Linked DNA regions of Sus scrofa: region 1 is linked to region 2. Evidence: chromatin contacts called from public Hi-C data. All regions are on one chromosome and are shown on one strand. The core of a region is the stretch at or near the end of the contact, and the rest is flanking DNA. Distances in the headings are between cores, read along the strand shown.

Region 1 (3,436 bases), core at 927-3,426, 260 kb after region 2:
AGGCATGGATAGTTCATGTCATAACTGCAACAACCATGACCTAGCACACTTAAAGCCAGTGAGCCATCGCTGATGCTATGTGGCAATAATTGGCATCGTCCTGTCAGAAGGGAGAAAACAGATCTGACAACCTTTGAAAGTTCTTCCTTTACCACCATGACTCTATGAATAATTTCTTTCACCGCTGCTTCATGCAGCAGCCACATAGCCGATGCCCGTGTTTTCTAAAGGCCACCCTGGAAACAGCAGCAGGAAAAACTGCCTCTCTCTCACCACAACCTAGGCAGCACTACTGAAGGTGACTTCTCCATAGGGCTCAGGCTTGCTCTCATCCCTGAAGCTGGATAAACAAAGTGACATTTTTAGGGCTGTCCCATAAACTGAATCATTTTGAAAACGGCCACAGTCATCTGAGGGGCTGGCTTTTCGAGAGGTGATTTACTGTGGCACAGAGTAGCAGCAATGAATTTACTGTGCTTAATTGACCTGTTAGATTAAAAGGTCATTCTGAAGATCAATCCACAGATGAAGGTGTTTCTGAGGTCTGAAGAGACATTTTCTTTTCTTTGCTTTCTTTTTTTTTTTTTTTTGTCCTTTTTAGGGCCACACCCACGGCATATGGAGGTTCCCAGGCTAGGGGTCCAATCAGAGCCGTAGCCACTGGCCTACACCACAGCCACGGCAACACCAGATCTGAGCCGCTGTCTGTGACCTACACCACGGCTCACAGGAGCACTGGATCCTTAACCCACTGAGAGAGGCCAGGGATTGAACCCGCAACCTCATGGTTCCTAATCGGATTCGTTAACCACTGAACCATGACGGGAACTCCCATTTTCTTTTCTAAAATCGGAATTGTAATGCAGAGATAGCTACAAACCTTGTGAGAAGATATATTTTGGTCTAATTGCATGTATTGAGAAACCCAATTGAGCATTTACTCTGTATCAGTTAAAGTGTAAAATATAAATATAAAATAATATAAATAAACTGTAAAAATAGACACCCTTGTGCAAACTGCACTGTTTGTAAAGAATTTACACTCTCTGGATAAATTCTTGGATAAAATTCTTTTAAGTAAGAGTTTTATAGTCGAGAATGAAAGTCATCGGCTTCGTGTGAAAATAAGTGATCTACACAAAACAGCACCAGCTCGACTTTGAAAATTTACCCTGTCCTTGGAGTTCCCGTCATGGCTCAGTGGTTAGCAAATCCGACTGGGAACAATGAGGTTGCGGGTTCGATCCCTGGCCTTGCTCAGTGGGTTAAGGATCTGGCGTTGCCTTGAGCTGTGGTGTAGGTCGCAGATGAGGCTTGGATCTGGTATTGCTGTGGCTCTGGCGTAGGCCAGCAACTACAGCTCCAATTAGACCCCTAGCCTGGGAACTTCCATATGCCACGGGAGTGGCCCAAGAAATGGCAAAAAGACCAAAAAAAAAAAAAAAAAAAAAATAAAAAAATTTACAATTTACCCTGTCCTTTTGGGCTGGTGGTAGATTGAAGGATGTTTAAAAAAAAAAAAAAGGATCTGAACGTTGGAAGGAGCTTAGGTCTCTTATTACAATTCTTCTAACTGCTAATACGACTTAGAGGAAGACAGCTACTGGCCACTTATATTCTCCAGCAAAGTATGGGTAAAAACATCTGCTTCACTAAGAGACTGTGGATTAAATATGGTAATTGAAATGGTGGTTGTTCTTAGGAGAAGCCACCCCACTAGGAGGCCAAAGTTTTTGCATCTCTATTGTATTATGCATTCATTCAGTAAATAGTGATTGAGTGCAGACTGTGGCTCAAGCACCAGTCTAAGTTTGGGGAGGAGCAGAGAACAAAGGAAAAGAAATGCCTTCCTTTTAAGAGCTAGCATTTAATGGGGGAAGAAAAATGCAAATGAACAAAAGAAAGAAAGAAATGTTATATTAGAAGTTGAGAAGATGGTAGGTAGTATGGAAAAAAAAGAAAAGAAAAGAAAAATAAAGGGAGAAGTAGGACAGGAAGGGCCAGAGTTGGATGTGGATTTCAACTTTGTATACAATGCCTAGGCAAGATGTCACAGAAATATGGAGCCCAACTGTGTGTTCAAGGAACAGCAGAGGCCAGGGTGGCCAGCTAAGAGGAGGAGGAGGAGGTCAGGGAGTTGGCAGAAAGCCAGATGCACAGAGCCTTGTAACCCACTGAAAGGACTTTGTTCCCTGAGGGTGATGGAGAGCCGTGGGGGAGGGGAGGTTCAAGCAGCAGAGGGATGTGATCGGACTTGCATCTTAACAAGACCCCTCTGGCTCTTGTTTGAGAATACATTTAGGAGGAGGTGCCCAGGTAGAAGCACTGAGAATCAAAGGAGGCAGTTACATACAATGGTAATTTCTTGGTTTGAATGGTTACAGGGTGGTTACACAGGAGAAGGCATTGTTTGTAGAAAAGACACACTAAAATATTCTAGGGTTGTAGGGCATCAGATTCTCAATAGCATCGGGGAAAAAAGGCTTTGCAAGGCACTGGTGGACTTTTCTGGAGGCTTGAAATTATTGTTTTAAAAACACTAATGCAGGCCGTGATGCAGGCAGCTACCAATGGAGGTAGTGAGAAGAAGTGGTCAGACTCTGGATATATTTTGTAGGTAGGGACCACAGGGTTTCCTACTGGAATGAACTTGGGGATGAGAGAAGGAAAGGAGTCAAAAGTGACAGCACAGTTTTTATCCTGACAAATGGAAGAATGTTCTGGCCATTATAATTCCACTGGTCTGGCTCTAGTTCACTTGGAGGGAACTTAAGGCAAATAATTCAACATTCTTCTGCATTTGTATACATCTTTCCAAAGGGTAAAATTGGAATAATGAATAGAGAATTTTTAAAGACTTCATTGAAGGATGCTATATGATTATATATATATATTACTTTAAAAGGTTCGCTTGATCCTAGCAAAATATCTATAATATTTAAAGTTTTATGAAAAAGATCCATGGGAAAGGAGCAATCAACGGGGTGTTCTTACCCAGGTTTTATAAATGAAGAAACCAAGACCTGGGGAAATTGTCATCATCTAAGTTCAGTTTCTTCTGATTTCTCCTCCAGAGAACTCTCCAGCATTAGCACTACCTCTCTGACCACATCAAGCCCCACGCACGGTACTTTCATAATAGGAGTAACGATTGCATATAGAAAAGCTCCTGAAATTTAACAACGAATAAACCCCTCATCTAGAAAGATAGATTGGTTTTATGACACCATGTATTACCAGGTTTCTTTTCCTTAAATTCTATTTCCCCATCCTTCAAGTAAGAAAGAGTTTTTAACCTGCTACTTTTACTGTCCCCGGGGTATTAAAGCTAAAACATGAAGGGCGACCTGAAATGCAAATCGTCTCCTAGCAGCTTTCCAGAAAATTCTCGCACTAATGCCAAAGGAGGTGAGATAAATAGACTGGGATTCAGTAT
Region 2 (3,248 bases), core at 269-2,768:
CCCACTTGCAAAATGAGGCTAATTGAAAAAGCCACGGGTCTTATATTCACGGTTTGCATTATACATGACAGCATGTTGTCTCCTGCAAGGTAACTGCCCTGGGGGGAACCTCAGGTTATTTCATGGTTACACAGACAGGAAACTGCTATTGAAAAAGTAAACACATTATTAAATGTGAGGTATGATCTGATCCCTCATTCAGTGCGGGCATTTCTCTCTTCCCAACATCACCCAAATCGCCTATTCACCCAACACCCCTTTGACTTAAAGGCCAAAGGAAAACACCCAAGACCCAGAAAAGATGTCCCGCGTAGGAAGTAAATGGAATATTCTGAGGGGCATCCCGCGGTCTGTGCCAGGCGCCAGCCCTTCCCTTCCAAAGCTCCCACCTCAGGTGCCTGTTTCCTTCTGTTATTTGGAAGCTCAGGCTGTTATTTTTGGCCAAAACATCAGCTCCCCCCGCGCCCCCCCATAGCTCTTCGTCGCCCCCTGGCGTTCCTTTCACGCTATTTCTTAAGATTGGTGACCCTGGAAGTGGGGCGATGGGCAAAGCCAAGGAGAGTGGGCACGCATTACAAAAACGTTTATGGGGGCTCCTAATCAGCAATATCGAAAGGATTGGGTATGTGCCTTAAAGGATTTTTTTAAAAAAAACTTCCTTTCCTTGCCAATCCCTCTCCGATCTTTCTCACTGTGGACGCAAAGAACTTGAGCAAAACAGACTGGGCGGGGGAGGGGGGTGCTTAGAAGTCAGAAAAGCGCGTGGATCTGCCAAAATCATTTGACCCCGAGTCGGGAGGGGGGCGCGAGGAGGGGGAGCGTTCCCTTGTCTGATCAGCACTGAGGAATCGGAGCGACATAAAAGGCAAATGAAGCGAACAACAATTCAAAAAAAAAAAAAAAATTCCCCGCACACAACAATACAATCTATTTAAACTGTAGCTCATACTTTTCATACCAATGGTATGACTTTTCTGGAGTCCCTCTGCTGATTCTTGAACTCCGGGGCTGGCAGCTTGCAAAGGGGAAGCAGGCTGCAGCGCTGCACCGGCAGGTTTACCAAAGGTCTCTAATGGGTATTTTCTTTTTCTTAGCCCTGCCCCTGAATTGTCAGACGGCGGGCGTCTGCCTCTGAAGTTAGCAGTGATTTCCTTTAGAGCCCGGCCTTATCTCCGGCTGCACGTTGCCTGGTGGTGACTAATGACACAATAACATTGTCTGGGGCTGGAATAAAATTGGAGCTGTTTACCCCCACTCTATAGGGGTTGAATATAAAAAGCCGGCCGAGAGAGCTGTCCAGGTCAGACGCGCTTCTGCCTCTGCGCTGAGACCAGCGCCGCCGGGTCCCCGGTCTCCACTGCGGTCCCCGCGCGCCACCACCGCCGCCGCGTGCGTCCTCGGACCGCTCCCACTGCCTTCTCTCCCGGCAGAAACTTCCTTCTCCCGATTAAAGAGCACTCAGGCTGAAGGATCATTTTGAGATCTGAATAACCCGAAGCGCTTGGAAGGAACCGAAGCCATTTTTCTGCCTTTTTCCCCCCGCTTTCGGGTTTAGTTCGCAGGGGGAGGATTTTGATCCTTTTTTTTTTCAGAATGGATTATTTCCCCATGATTATCGCTCTGCTGTTTGTGGCTTTCCAAGGAGCTCCAGAAACAGGTAGGCACTTTGCCTTGTAAATCCTTGAACACTGACGTTTTTTCTCCACTTTAATGCTTTTCTTGCTTCTGTTCCAACCCCCACTTCTTTTTATGGCTGCTGCTCAGATATCAGGTGTAGGAGAATGAATGCTCAAAGCTTGCTTAAGTTTTCTAGTGGAAGAAAAAAAAAAAAAATCCTCTGAAGACAATTGCTCCCGTAGCATTAAAATCACACTGTTATCATTGCCTAGTGTATTTCCTTGGCTTTAAAAAATGTAACTCAATTGAAGATAAGATATATAACTTAGCCAAATGGATTTGCAGTGTATGTGGTCATACAGGTACTAAGAAGTATAGGGATTTATATCTTCTTCAAATACTCTTTTAATAGTGTGTTAATGCGTAAAATATTTAAACATTTCAGCTTGAAGCCAAGGAATTTTATTTGAGTCATTCAAGCAATATATGAGTAGGAAAATCATGCGCAGAACAGTCTAATGAACCGCCCCCCCCAGGCAGTTTCGGGTGAAGCAGATGTTTTCTTTAAACTTTGTCATTATTGACTTTAGGTTTCTTTTTGGCAGGTTTTTGGCACTCAAAACAGTGTGGGCTCTATTTCCAGTCGTATTCACCTGTCCTGGGAGAGGGAGCTAGGATAAATCTTGGCTGCTTAAGGATTTAGATAGTATGTATGCATCTGCCTGGTCCCTTCTTTTAGGGTCAAGACACTTTTTTTGTCTTTTGGTGACCCCGACTAAAGAGAAAAGACGTAAGGGATGAAAATCCTGGAATGTGTCTGATCATTTGAAATGTACAAAATCAGGCTGATAAGCTGCAGGGCTAACTCGTCAGTAAGAGGAGGCAGTGGGGACGGGGAGGCAGCAGGTCCCACGTATCCCAAACCGCTCCTCGAATTCCAAAGCCTGCAGAACCTTGACTGGGTCCCCCGAGCTGCTGCTGAACTTCCCCTTAGGTTAGTGGTTTCTCTGGCACTTACTGCCTGAAATCAATATTTTAGAGTGGATTTTTCTTCCCTCTCTCCTTTCACCTCCCCAAAGCTCAGGACCACCTCCTCATTTCAACAAGTGTGTACCACCTGGGCTCCTCCCTGCCTCATACCAGGTGTGAGGTGGCGGCTTCTCCCCTAAACCGAAGCTCAGCTCTCATTTCTGATTTAGGAAAAGACAGTCTGATTTATTTAGTTTTAGGTTCTTGGTCATCAGCCAGTTTCAAGACACTGGAGGTTGTACTGTTACTAAGGTCTATGCTGAAGCCAATTCACATTTCTAATAGGCAGTATTTCCAAGCATTTCCTGGGCTGGTAAGCCCCTGTATTTGCGTCATCTCTCTGAAGGTGGCGAAGCCCGTGGTGATAAAAATGAAGTCACGTTAAGGAGGGCACGTTATGTTTCTTGCTGAAGGTCGGCTGTGTGCTTCCTCTGCTTTTATCTGCTCGGCTAGATCTGGCGTGGAGACTGGGACCGGTGTGCCTCCGGGCCTCTGAGGGGACACCTCGCATTGACCTGCTCTTTCTCTCCCCAGCGGTCCTGGGCGCCGAGCTCAGCCCGGGAGCCGAGAGCCAAGGGGAGACGCCCTCTCCCCATGCATCC

What was found. Hi-C and Micro-C count contacts between places; a contact is called where the count stands out from the background.
Region 1: a Hi-C map of epiblast stem cells shows a contact between it and region 2, with 5 times the contacts expected there. The contact joins the enhancer-like site here to the promoter of EDN1 in region 2. A contact is called at or near these places in 3 of 5 promoter capture datasets (fetal liver and liver), 19 of 47 Hi-C or Micro-C datasets (alveolar macrophages, brain, embryonic fibroblasts and 11 more) and 2 of 2 datasets of contacts at active chromatin or transcription factors (alveolar macrophages and skeletal muscle).

The regions. Positions count from the first base shown.
Region 1 is chr7:9,012,180-9,015,615 of Sscrofa11.1, forward strand. No RefSeq gene overlaps it. Among named protein-coding and RNA genes, the nearest start is that of PHACTR1, 92 kb to the right of the region's middle. Within about 2 kb of position 2,177, at least 3 of the 83 cell types and tissues checked have an H3K27ac peak or open chromatin away from gene starts, as enhancers often do. A contact at or near this core is called in epiblast stem cells, where this site is marked.
Region 2 is chr7:8,750,500-8,753,747 of Sscrofa11.1, forward strand. EDN1 (endothelin 1) reads left to right here and starts at 1,519. Exons shown (of 5, transcript NM_213882.1): 1 at 1,519-1,657; 2 at 3,181-3,248. The coding sequence starts at 1,594.